3 separate regions of the Zea mays genome follow, and all the other regions are linked to region 3. A link is a contact called in public Hi-C data. All regions are on one chromosome and are shown on one strand. Each heading gives the region's core, a stretch centred on a gene start, on an enhancer-like site or on the middle of the called end of the contact. The rest is flanking DNA. Distances are from core to core; before and after follow the strand shown. Region 1 holds the start of LOC100284725. Region 2 holds the start of LOC100278408. Region 3 holds the start of LOC100280411.

Region 1 (4,153 bases), core at 1,049-3,548, 200 kb after region 3:
TCACCACCCATGCCACCGGAGCGCGCTAGAAATCGAAGCCGCCGCCATCGTCGAACCCGGCGTCGTACGCTGACGAGTCCGAGATCATGTCGTCGATCAGGAGGCCCCCGACGGCGCCTCCGAGCAGGCCGGTACCCGTAGCCGGCGGCCTGCGGCGGCGGGTAGCCGTACCCGTACCCGACCTGCTGCGGCGGCGGGGACGGGTAGCCGTAGCCCGCGGCCTGCTGCGGCGGGTAACCATAGCCGCCGTACTGCGGTAGACGAGCAGCGTAGGGCGCCGCCGTGCTGGGACCGGCCGAAGGGTAAGCCGTCACCGGTTCGCCCCCCTTGCCTGGCTTGCCTGCCGTGGGTGGGTAGCCGGATGAGGGCGGGTAAGCAGCGTCGGCCTTGCCGCCGGCGGGCGGGTAGGCGCCGTATGGAGGTGGGTACGCGTCGGCCTTGGCTGCCGGCGGGTATGCGGTGGCAGGGGGGCGTACGCGTCGGCCTTGCCTGAAGGAGGCGGGTACGCGGCGGGAGGCGGGTAGGCATCAACCTTGCCTGAAGGAGGCGGGTACGCGGCGGTCGGTGGAGGCTGGGCGTAGGCGGACTGGGCGGCGGGGCGGGGGCGTAGCCGTTGGCGACCTCGCCGAGCTTGTACGAGAGGTTGAGGACTCCCTGGGGCTTGCCGGAGGAGATCTTGCGCACCTGGTAGGCGACGAACTTGGCGGGGACGGGGCCGTCGGGGGCGCCGGAGAGGAGCTCGGACAGCGGGATGTGGACCTCGCCGACGTCGCGGTCGCGGAGGGCGCGCTCGGCGCGGAGGAGGACATGGAGGGAGGAAGGCACCACACCGCTCATCATGATCGCTGCCCCCACCAGGTACCTCACCGGCGAAGGCGCCCCCACCTCCAAACATTGATACTCGACGACAAGCGGGGGAGGAAGGCAGGCGCGGCTAGGGTTGGCAGCGTGGTGTCGTCAGCGACGCCCGTGTATGGCTCGCGACCCTGAGGGTCCAAGGTGACGCTCTCTGGCTAGTTTGCGCATCGTCGTCCTCCTTCTCCTCACAGCCCGGGGTTGAAGCAGACGGCTGGGGGCGCGACGGTCGCAGATCCGAAGACGGGGTGTGGGGGAAGAAGGCGCGACGGTCACGGACCTGCGGGGGGGGGGGGGGGAGGGAGGGGATGGGGGCGGACCTGAGCGGGGTGCGCGGGGGTCACGGAGGCGGGGGCGGGGGCACGGTCTACAATTGTCTCTTAATAGTTGTAGAGATGTGCCAGGCGAGCTGGCGAGGCATGCAAGTACTGCGGGCTCCTTTTCTGTTTAATTTACTCGTGCATTCTCTGCCGACGATAGCACTTCCTGGTCTAAAAAAGATACAACTTTAGCTTAGTTAAAAAAAATCAAATCTTAACTAAGTTTATATATAAAAAAATAACATTTTTTGTACTATACTAAAAAGTAGTCTCTCCAATTTAAATTATAAAACATGTTGGTATCGGAAAAAACTATATACCTAAAACAATCCAAAACCTTATTATATTTTAGAAAATGAAAGGAACACTAGATTTTTCATGGAATAATATTTTCCATATGTATTTATGTTGTACTTGTACATGTGATATCATTTTCTATTCGCTCCGTGAAGTTTAAGATAGTTTGGCTTTGATCAAATCTAGTATTGCATTATTTTCTCTATCTAAAAAAACAATGCAATCATATGTTTGGGACAAATCAAATTATTTGAATAAATCTAGATTTCTTCTATCGTATAAATAATGCCATTCTTGTTTTCAGAGAAGTCAAATAATTTTAACTAAGACCATATATATAATATTAATATTTATGATACATATTTTTAATAAACTTATTTAAATATATAATACGTAGTTAATATTTTTAACAATTGATCGCCAGAACCTCGTACCACCATTTTTATTTAGAACCGAGGGAGTATGAAATAGCATCCACATTTAAAACTCTAACTACTTTTTATTATAAACAAATTTTATATTCGAATAAAATTTTATATTGTAACTATTAATTATCATATATATATATATATATTATGGAGCACGTATGTTGAGACTTGAGACAGAGGAAGTACTTTTTTTTTCTCGGACATCTTTCCTAGCTGAGGTGACTAGCATATATCTTTATAGGAGTACTATTCAATAAATAAGTTTGCAGTGGCGCTGCTAGTCCAATACGCTCGTGACCACCTCTGCTTTACGCGGCCTTGTCCTTTCATCCACTGATCCACCTCGCCGTGCATCCATATAGCCCCCGAGGGGCCTTTCCTCTGCACGTAGCCATATCACACCGCACACAGTACTCGTCCTCCTTGCAGAGCTTGCACCAACACGCCACCTTACCTTGCTTTGCTCGCACTCGCACACAGTTGCGAGCGCATTGCTTGCATTGCGCAGCCGCAGGCCGCAGCACGAAGCTAGCCAGTAGGCGGTAGATGGCGAGCAGCGCGGGGAACCGCTTCCTGAGGCAGCTGAGCGCGAGCAACGGCGACGAAGCGGTCTGCGGCGGCCTGCAGATGGACCAGCAGGAGTACGGCGGCGCCGGCGTGGGGAGGAGGGGATCCCGGCGGTGGTCGAAGAAGCGGGCCGCCGCCGCCGCCGCCGCGAGGGGCTACGGCGCCGGCAGCGGGAATGGCGTGAAGCAGCCGGCCTCTGCCGCGGGGAAGCGGGTGATGGTGGTGGTGGACGAGAGCTCGGGAGCCAACCACGCCATGATGTGGGCGCTCACCCACGTCGCCGACAAGGGGGACTTCCTCACGCTGCTCCACGTCCTGCCGCGCTCCGGCAGCGGCAGGGGCGAGGAGGCCTCCTCCCTCGCCAACTCGCTCGGCACGCTCTGCAAGGCCTCCAGGCCAGAGGTGCACACCTGCAACAACACATGCATTTGCATTTGCTGATTAGTGGAGTTCAATTGTAACTAGTTACTAGCTCGTAAGAAGTGCTCGTTTGAACAACTTTGTTGGCAGCATATGCTTGGAGCCATGCAGAACAGCACAAGAGAATTAGTAGTATTAGTTAACTGAAAACGAGTACACCAACAACAGAATCACTAGGAGTTTAATTAAAAACAATGACACCAACAAATGTATCAGTACTAGTGTACTTCATGGGTTCATGTTTTTTTTAAAGGAAGGATTCTGGCTGGTTGTTAGATAATCTGGAGAAGTCACTCATCACTTGAGGAGTTGAGGTTGCCTTTCTATACTTGTAACCAGTTGGGGAGATCGTAGTCGTAGGTAGATGAGATCAGAATCCACTTTTGTATCTGCTTGGATCAAGATCTAGGTCCCCAAAGGGCACCATATGCAGGGTTCGAGACAACTCTGTAGACAACCATAAAAATGGTGTTGTACTATCTCTGACTTCACCAGCTGTCCAGCTCCCTGCTCCACCACTAGTGGACCTGCTCTATAGTGGATCTAGGTAAATCTAAATCTGGATTAACTTTTTTTTTTGGCTTTGTGAAGTTGTTCCAAACAAACCCATAGCAATCAACTCCAAAGGAAGTAAGCAACACAGACTGGAGGAGGGCTCTCTATTTCCTCCCTGGTCCCCTAAAATCTGGAACCATGAACCATCGCATTATGAAATGCAATATCCTGCCCGGTTTCTGTTTGCTTCAATCAACGCCATAGTTATTTTAATGTCTGTGCACCTGCCTGCTTAAATACGACAGTAGAGGCGCATCAACTGTTCCTTTGTCTTGTTGTGCTGTGCCCTGTAAATGTAAAGAAGAAGAGGTCATGGTGGCTCACGATGAGAAATGGGTGTGAATGATGGTAGGTGGAGGTCGAAGCGCTTGTGATCCAAGGGCCCAAGCTGGGCACCGTGCTCAGCCAGGTGAAGAAGCTGGAGGCCTCCGTGCTGGTGCTCAGCCAGTGCAGGCCATCTCCCTGCTGGTTAAGCTGGTAAGGCACTCCGCACCCCGTACCCCTTCTCCTATCTTATCCGCTCTGCATTTGTCTCGGAAATGTGAAGCTCTCAGAGGTCAACTATGGACCAGTAAAATTGGGGTGAGGGAATCTCTCATGATGCCAATCCATAGCGTTTCGTTTAAAAATGGAAAACGAAGCTTAGACTTCAGAACTAGTAATTTACATGTCTGCAATTCCAGCAGAATATTCGACTAGTATCAGATTTAG
Region 2 (4,340 bases), core at 1,077-3,576, 240 kb before region 3:
TTATAAAAAGAATCAGAGATTATTCACTAACCTTTTGTCAGCAGCAGCAATCTTGAGTAACTCATCCATATCTTTGGATATAAGATTCTGAACACCTTCAGAGTGAAGCACTGTTTCTTTTAAATGTTTTATGCTATCTTTTGAAAGGGCGCGCATTAGACTGCAACCTTTGACTATGGTATTGGCAACCTCAAATGCTAAAATAGATATTTTGTTCCCCTTTGTTGCAGTGCCTGATCCAAAACTACTTATATTCAAATTTGTCATGCTACTGCCAAGTGTGTCAAGCACTTCCACTGCTTTTCCAAGGCCAGCAGTACTAGCTCTACCCAGAATTGAGCTTACTTCCGAAACCTATTTCAACAAGGAAATAGAACATCAAACATGGCATAGGGTCTAGCAATCTCTCTGACCGAGCAGAATTTTTGAACATTTCATGGACAAATAGTTAAGGGTGAACATTTCAATTTAGCAACGATAAAAGTTCATCTTTCATAGGTTTAGCATAGCAAACCATTTTATGAATGGCTGGAAGTCATAAAGCTATAGTAGTGTGGCAATAAATAGGAAAAGCTACAACAATATTCTGGCAAAGTAATAAGAATGCAGGTGAAAACAGCATAAACTGCATTGCATTTGTAGGATGTGCACTCTCAATCACCCACAACTGTGCAGCAGTTCCCTTCCCACACAACACTCTAAAAAAGCCCTCTTAGCCGATTAATAGTTCATGTTGGTGAAATAGCCGAACATATGTGTTCCTATCCAAGGACAAATCTTTAGGTATATTCCATCCTTTCAAGTCCTCTTTTTCTTCCTCCCCCAATATCAAAGGATCCCTCTATGCACCAGTAGGGTCTTTGTTTGAAAGTCCAAACCATCTGAACTGGTGTTGGACAAGATTTTCTTCAGTTGGCAGTACCAGTAGCCCATATGTTGAAGTTAAGTGAAATGGCCGCCTTTCCCCATTACCTTAAACTTTTTGGTTGAATAGGTCAGTACCAGGGTCAAATATCTCGATTCTCGAGTTCGAATCCTGGCAGACGCAATTAAATACTCCTATTAAGTATGAATTAATTGCCCGTCTTTCCTCATCATCGTAAGCACTCAAGATTTTATTCAGTTGGGTTCAATTGGTTAGTTCTTGGTCCTTTCTTGTGTGACCATAAATCCAAAGCAACATACACATTCATTATAGCAGAGAATAACAAATTCCTTGCTGCCAAGCACTCAAGGAAAACTTATTAAAATTCACGCAAAGATGTTGGTAGATCATCCTCTAGTTCAAGATGTCAAAATGTCATGAAAAGGCTAATGCTACAGAAAAAGAAAGCTCAAAATTCCCATGAGAAAAGTGCACTAATCCCTAAGCAACATTATCAGCACGAACAAATTACACTGATATAAAAAACAATTCAGTTTTTTAACAGACGAGGCAAGAAATGATTGATTCAGCAATAATGCATTAAAGTAAGTACTGAAAACTTGCCTTATTCGCCACACCCATCCCCGACTTCTGAGATGGCAACCGTGCCAGTGGTGGCACCCCATCCCATGGTGCTGCAGTGTTATCCGCGGTAGCTCCAGGCACTGCCGTTTGCGACACCGATACAGGCAGTGGTGGCGCTGCTGGCTGCTGCTGCTGCTGCTGCTGTTGATGTTGCTCTTCTTGCATCCTCTTGGCAGCAGCCTCCCCCACCACAGCTTTCTTCTCCTCCTTCACCACTAGACGGTCATGGCGGTCAACCTCCCGGCCGGGGCCGAGCGTAGTGTCGCTGGGTGACTTGTCCACCGCCGACCCCTTGGAGCAAAAGCCCCCCATTTCGTTGCTCCCTCTTCAACCAAACCCTAGGCCCTCAGTGCCCACCGGCGGCTCTCACCTCCCACGCACCGAAACATTCCTGATCCCCGCGCCGCCGGCTCCCATCCGTACCAAACCTATCCAAGCGAAAATGAACCAGCTCGGAACGAAGGTCGCGACCGCAGTACTACACTCCAACCGGCGAAGCCGCTCACCTGCAGAAGCCATGAGAACAGCGCCAAGTCAGAAGAGAGGCGCGGAATTTCCGCGCAAAAAGTAAAGAGATTTTCTCCACACGAACGCATTTTCACCAGAAATTGGCGCAAGGGAACGCACCTGCGGCGGGTGGATCGGCGAGGCGGGACGAAATCGGGCGCAGAGGCCCTAACCTCTGGAAGGGGATCGGTGGATTTGAGGGAAGTGATGAGGCCGATGGGCAGGGTGGGTGAGCTTCGTTCTTCTTTTTGCCTTGTTGGAGGGTACAGCAGTAGCCGGGCAAGGAGGGTCCAACAGCGGAACTGCGGCAGGGAGGGTCCAGCCCACTGCAGACTCCACGACCACGGTGACCAACTGCCGCTGCCCGCTGCTATTGCCACACGCAGGAGGCGCACGCACAGGCACAGGAACAGGCACATCAGCGGGCGCTCATAAATTAACGCGGTTTCGCGGCGGCCGTGTTGCCGTCCGTGTCTACGCAGTTATTAGGTACAGTGGTGTTTAATGTATAATCTTTTGAGCTGTCTAAAATTGTATTTGTAAAAAAAATGGAGCCATCTTTTTTGTGAAGAGATATCTCTGAATTGTAGCTTAAATAGTAACAGATGTCTTACTTCCACTGTACGAATTTGTTGTCTGTTCAATCGATTCGATGTTATACAAACGCATTTACTTTTATATTTATTAATAGGCTACATTTATAGACACTCCATTGTATAATAGAGTATCTTAGTTACCTCTTGTGTTTGAAGAGCCGTTTTGGTGTCTCTCTACTATACATGTCCTTAGAGGTTTATCGATAGCAATTGCATCAATCATAAATGGGTGTTTAGTTTCTAGGCAATAATTTGTAGTTTCTCTAGTTTATTTTGGTTTAGTTTTTAAATTGCAAAATACGGAAACTAAAAAAATATTTTAATTTATGTATTTGATAATTTAGAAACTAAAATAAAATAGGATGCAAGAGCTAAAAAAATAGTTACTAAAAACCCAATACCCCTAATTTTCACAACGTATAACATGTTTGCTTTGGATGCAAATAAACTCGCAAATATTTCCTTTTTCGTGGATTGTTTAATTAAACGGAGAGGCGGGAGTTAAAAAAAACGAGCTTGAGCAAACAGCGAGAAGCTATTAGCTAGTCGTGTTGATTTGCGTCTACGTTATTTTAACACTTAGGTAGTGTTTGGTTGAGGAGCCAAATAGAACGGAGTCGTTTCATCCCTGATTTTAGGAACAGAGCCGCTCTGTTCTGTGTTTGGTAATCTGGAACGGAGCGGTTCTGTTTTTTGTTTGGTTGCAGAGTGAACGGAACGGAGCGTGACTGTGAGAGCGGGATTGGAACGGAGCGGCTCCGTCCCATTGATTTTTTGGAGCGGAATGGTTCTGGATCTGAGGAGAATATTCTCTAATTGGAGCCATTCTATTCTAATTACTTTGTAACCAAACAACAACAAAACTTGAACAGAACGGTTCCGTTCTACTTGGCTCTTCAACCAAACACTACCTTACTTGCTGGTGTTTCCTTGTTAGCATGTCATGTGCAGCGATGACTTGAATTGTCCAATATAATAGATTTCTTTGACTAGCACTTAGGTTAATAGTACACCGAAAATATACTAGCTCATAACCTCATGTGATAGTGTAAGAAATATGTGCAAGCATCGCGTGACATGCAATTTTGCAAAACTTTTATCATATATACTTACTATGTTCTTTTTTATTTATCATGTTTTAGTTTAAATATAAATTAGCGGACGACAAATATTCTCGAAAACTAAGGTAGTACCGTAGTAGTATGCAGAACCGCCACTTGCATGAGTTGTTGAAGATTAATCCAGTGCAGTGAACCAAAGCATTGTTTTCTCCATTTATCATGATTAAACCATATGAACACATGCATGTGAGTAGTAGTAGCAGCAACAGCTAGGTTGGAGTGTTGGTGCAAGCAAACCTAAACCACCACGCATGGACTTGCAGCAGCACTAGGGAACAACACTCCAGTTAGTGTGTGGAGCTAGATCATGTGGCCAGGAGATCGAGCAGGGGTGCTAATCTATGGCTTAGCCAAAAAAAACAGGCAAGATTAATTTTAAGGCAAGCTACACCGGTCTACGATTCCCAGTCAAGTTGAACACCAACTTTTCTGCTGTCGTGTTCTCGTGTACCAGGTCAACCCTCACACACCACTTGCTCCAACTTGTCCACTGTAGGAAAATAAGAAAAGGCCGGTGAAAGGGCCCCAATTGTTTCCATCTGGTTATCCGTTACGACGATGAACAGCGATGGAATTAACTTGTCGTATGTGTAATACAAAACATTT
Region 3 (4,397 bases), core at 601-3,100:
TCACAAGCGAGAATGTGTGATGGCTACTACTTTGGAGCAAGGATATACGCAATTTTTTTTACAGCAACCGGCTCCTTCAACCTTTATGCATCTCCCTTTTCTTGTTAAATCCTGTGGTTGGTGAGGAACAAGTCCAGCTTGTGCAAATGCGTCGTTGTACCAGCTATTTAGCTTCTGCCTTGGCCACTCAGTTTAAGAAGAAAGTCAGCTAGAACATTGGCGTCACTGCATGTGTTCCTCGGGGATAACCAACTGTCGTCAAACTGAACATTTACATCCCTGAGGTAGAAAAAAGGAATAAGCTGAGCTGTTCAGATCCGTGCAGCATCATTGCCAAATACAAATCTATACGTGTGAGACTGTGACTGTTTTTGTGATATTGCTTGGTGAGTGATGACAAAATGCAGCTAAGCATAGGTAAGTGTTATACGTATGCTTGACTACCAATGCAAGAATGGCTTGAGCATGTACAGATACCATGCATTAACCAAGGCACAAGCATAGGACATGAATGATTGATTTTTCTGCATCTCTTTTTACCATTGCAGATTAGAAATTCCGTACCTCTTCAGGCTAAGAACTTGGTAATTTTTCCGTAAGTAATCTGCATGCTTAGTGAGAGCATCCTGGGCATAACCTCTGCCGACAGTTCTGATTGCAGCCGTGTTTAGCAAGTTTTCTAACGAACCATGTTTTTGCAGTAGTTTCACCGCGGTCTTTCTGCCGAATCCAGGAACTAAGTGCTGGATTCCTGGAACACCATCTGCTTCATCGCCCATGAAGCACCCTGTGCAGCACAACTTCCAGTTCATTACTAGTTGCTAAAATATAACAGAGACCCAGTGGCCATAGAAATCGTGGATCGATACCAAAGGAAAGGAATATACTCACTAAGGCTTAAGTCTGCAGTTGGATCACACTTGTATTGAGCAACATAATGCCTTAATGTATAGAAAGACCATCGGCCGATCTCAGGAATGGGCACGACTAGCTGAACATCATCAGATATCAGCTGCTTGAAGTCTTTATCCGGTGAGGCAATGGCAACTCTGTAACCTTTCTGTAAAACCTGTTCTGTTAAGGTAGCCACCACATCATCAGCCTCATATCCATCGACTCTTACAACCTGAAAATTTGCCGTTTCCAGAATTGGCAGCCTCAATAATTTGACCTGAGAACAATTGATTGACTGCACTAGTTTAAACATGTGTTGCTTCACCCACCGCGACATTGCATTGGCGGAGAACGTCGACGACGCGCGTGTCAGCGCCAGTGCCGACGCCGCGAGCCCTATGCGCCTTGTACGAAGGCAGCAGCCGCCTCCGGTACTCGTTCCCTCCATCCCCGTCCAAAACCTAAGGCCAGAGAAAAAAAGACTTCAGAAAGAGGTCACCTAACGATGGTTCCTCCTGTCCTGTGTAGAGCTGAAACAGCGCGCGTGTACTCACAGCGACGACGGGGTCACGGATGCTGACGTGTGCGAAGAAGAGGGCCAGCCAGCGCGCGAAGGCGCCGAGGCTACGTTGGGAGCCGCGGAAGCATAGAGGGTTGACGTCGAGGAAGAACACCCGGGGCTTGCTGGTCTTCGATGGGGAGCCGTCCCTGCCCGACAGGTGCTCGCGGGAATGCCCCGCTGGTGACGCGCTGGATATAGCCGAGCTGGACGTAGAGGGAGAAGAAGGGGTAGTGCTGGCTCGACTCGCGACGAGGCGGAGCGGACGAAACCTTATGGGCGCCGCTACCCCTGCGGCGGTGGCCGGCGACGCGGCGACCGCCCCCACGCCCACGGTGGGCAGTGGCAACATCACTGGTACACGGACGCTGCGGCTGGGGTTTGTGGATAGAAGCGCCGACCGAAATAGAGAAAGGTTTTCGATTGGCTTCTGGAGAAGCCCATATTTGTTGCTGGGCCAAAGCCCGTATTATCTCTGACAAATGGCCTAAATTGCGTAAGGCCTGTCACAATTTGGAATTGCAAATTTCACCTCACCGGCATGGGTTGCATTGCATCCATTGACGAGAACTTGAGGAGTTGAGGTCTAAACACGACCTGGTACTTTTCTTGTCTTGTTTAGAGACTCAAGCTTGTGTCTCACGCTTTCCCGTCTTTTGAGCTTGCGCGCTTTGGAGAACACTACTAATTCCAATCAGGTTTCATTGACACGGTTTTGGAATAAAAGTGACGATGGCGGCAATATGTTTATCCACTTTACTAATAATAAACTGATACTTTTTTTGGGAAGTCTCTGGACCGTAATATATGTTTTTGGAAAATGAGCAAAGCGTCGCGTATTCCAATTCCACGCCGGAATGGAATGATTGGTTGGTTCCTTCGTCCAAACCAGCCTCATTCTAAATTCGTTAAGATAGCGTAAGCTTTCGCAAAAAAAAAAAAAGGTAAAAGGAAATGAAAGAGAAGAAAGTGTAGGACTGAAGATGCTCCCCTTTGTTTTTCTGTGCATAACCATAGGTGACAGGACAGTGAACTTCGAACGCGGTGGCTCGGTCTGAACATACCCAACAGCTAATAAGTCAGAGAAAACCCTAAACGTCCACACATGTTCATACTTCATAGCAGACGACTGCAGGAGGAATATACATACTTGCATACATATACATACAAAACTCTTCCATAAACGCTTCACGTATGTATGCGAAGGTCAATAGGGAAAGAACAATTTTGGCCGAAAGATTTCCAACTTGGAGGCCATAGTAGTCAAGAATTTGGATAAGAAATTATGATAGTGGAAAAATTCAAGGGTAAAAGGTGATGCACTCTACAAGCTCCTATCGAGAGGTTTGTGGCGAAGCTATTGTCGAGCAGACATTGTTGTAATTGGGCAACACAACCTAAGCTCTTCTAGTTCATCACTCTGCCATAAAGCAACTGGTCAAGGCATAGGTTGCGGCTATACATGTCTAAATGTTGTGCCGGGTTCAGGACGGGCTAAACCTGTACCGTGATTTGGGTCCCTCAGCTAGCCTGATCCAGCTGGACATGTGTAGTTGCGGCCACTCTGACCTTCTCCTGTATAAGCCAGGGAGGGGTGATGGGCTAACTATTAAACGTTAAACATGAAAAACCAATAAGCTTTTGTGATCCTGTTATAATATCATCTATTGGATCATATTTCTATTTTAGGTCGTCACCATGAAGTCGTCAGAACGAACCATATGAATTTGTTAAAGATGATCTATTCTATTTAGTTGTTCCCCTTAATCTATGTCGATGTTCGTTTCAATCTTGGTTCAACTAACGAGAACAAGATATTAACTTTTTTAATGTATACTAATACGTTGAGTTTTTATTTACTTGTTTTCAACATTTAGAAATCAACTAGTACTTTGTCTATATTATAATTTTAAACGTAGACTTTTAACAATTTTAGGTTTATCAAATATTCTTCTATACATTTTCTATTTGTAATTCTTTTGGTGGCAAAACTGTGGGGGACAGATATCCCCCGGGTCCACTAGAAGGATAAAAGACTTCACGAAAGGCTCAAGGGCCCCATAATTCGTAAGGTCATCCCCTCGTGGGCCTGGGAGGAACGATCAGTGGGACGGATTAACGCAAGGCCGGGTCGGCGCAAGCCCAGACGGCCCAACAAATTCGAGCAGTAATCACAACAGTGACCCGACCTTCCCGTGCAGGAGCCCCGTACAACGGAACCAAGCGAGGATAGGTCGGCTGAATTATAGGAGGATAGACTCAGATGGTTCACTATTTCTTAGGCACGCGTTGTTATCATATCTGCATGTAATGCCCCACGGTCGAGTATATAAGGCTTAGGGGGCACCCCTTCAGAACGATCACTCATTACTTAGCCATCCACCCTGTTCTCTACGTTTTCCAGCACTAGAGAACTCTCTTGTAACCCATCACATAAAGCACTCTCGCCAGGACGTAGGGTGTTACGCATCTCAAAGCGGACCGAACATGTACATCATTGTCTACTATTTCTCGTGCGTCCAGCACGAACCATCGAGCTACAGTCGATAACACCGTCCTACTCCTAAAAGCACCTTGAGGGGTAACCCCGGGTGCGCGGTCGGACCCAAAACACCGACAGCTGGCGCGCCAGGTAGGGGGTGTGTCATCGATCCAAGCTAGCTCAATGGTTGTCACCTTCCAGCACAAGATCATCCTCCGCCCCGGATCCATGTTCTGCTTCGGAACTATCTCATCTGTAGCGGATGAGGAGGGAACTCTGCATCGCATCGCGGATCCACCGGAGAGAAAGTTTTCCTCAAGGATCTCCGAGAAAATCGGAGCAAAGCAAGAAAAAGCGCAACCTCTAGTGCTCCGAAAAAAGATCACCTTCAGCAAGCTAGGAGCCGAGGGTCCTTCAGCCCGGAGAACTCCGCTGTCCACCTCTCCGACGGAGGAATGGACA

Evidence for each region. Hi-C and Micro-C count contacts between places; a contact is called where the count stands out from the background.
Region 1: a Hi-C map of tassel shows a contact between it and region 3, with 2.0 times the contacts expected there. The contact joins the promoter of LOC100284725 here to the promoter of LOC100280411 in region 3. A contact is called at or near these places in 2 of 25 Hi-C or Micro-C datasets (ear and tassel).
Region 2: a Hi-C map of tassel shows a contact between it and region 3, with 1.8 times the contacts expected there. The contact joins the promoter of LOC100278408 here to the promoter of LOC100280411 in region 3. A contact is called at or near these places in 2 of 25 Hi-C or Micro-C datasets (ear and tassel).

The regions. Positions count from the first base shown.
Region 1 is chr3:177,967,686-177,971,838 of Zm-B73-REFERENCE-NAM-5.0, reverse strand. LOC100284725 reads left to right here and starts at 2,298. Exons shown (of 3, transcript NM_001157620.1): 1 at 2,298-2,869; 2 at 3,795-3,919. The coding sequence starts at 2,447. It also overlaps the pseudogene LOC109945147.
Region 2 is chr3:178,402,869-178,407,208 of Zm-B73-REFERENCE-NAM-5.0, reverse strand. LOC100278408 reads right to left here and starts at 2,326. Exons shown (of 13, transcript NM_001374044.1): 1 at 2,138-2,326; 2 at 1,490-2,016; 3 at 32-354. The coding sequence starts at 1,822.
Region 3 is chr3:178,163,709-178,168,105 of Zm-B73-REFERENCE-NAM-5.0, reverse strand. LOC100280411 reads right to left here and starts at 1,850. Exons shown (of 5, transcript NM_001153334.1): 1 at 1,449-1,850; 2 at 1,224-1,355; 3 at 892-1,126; 4 at 565-814; 5 at 1-279. The coding sequence starts at 1,805. The coding sequence ends at 168.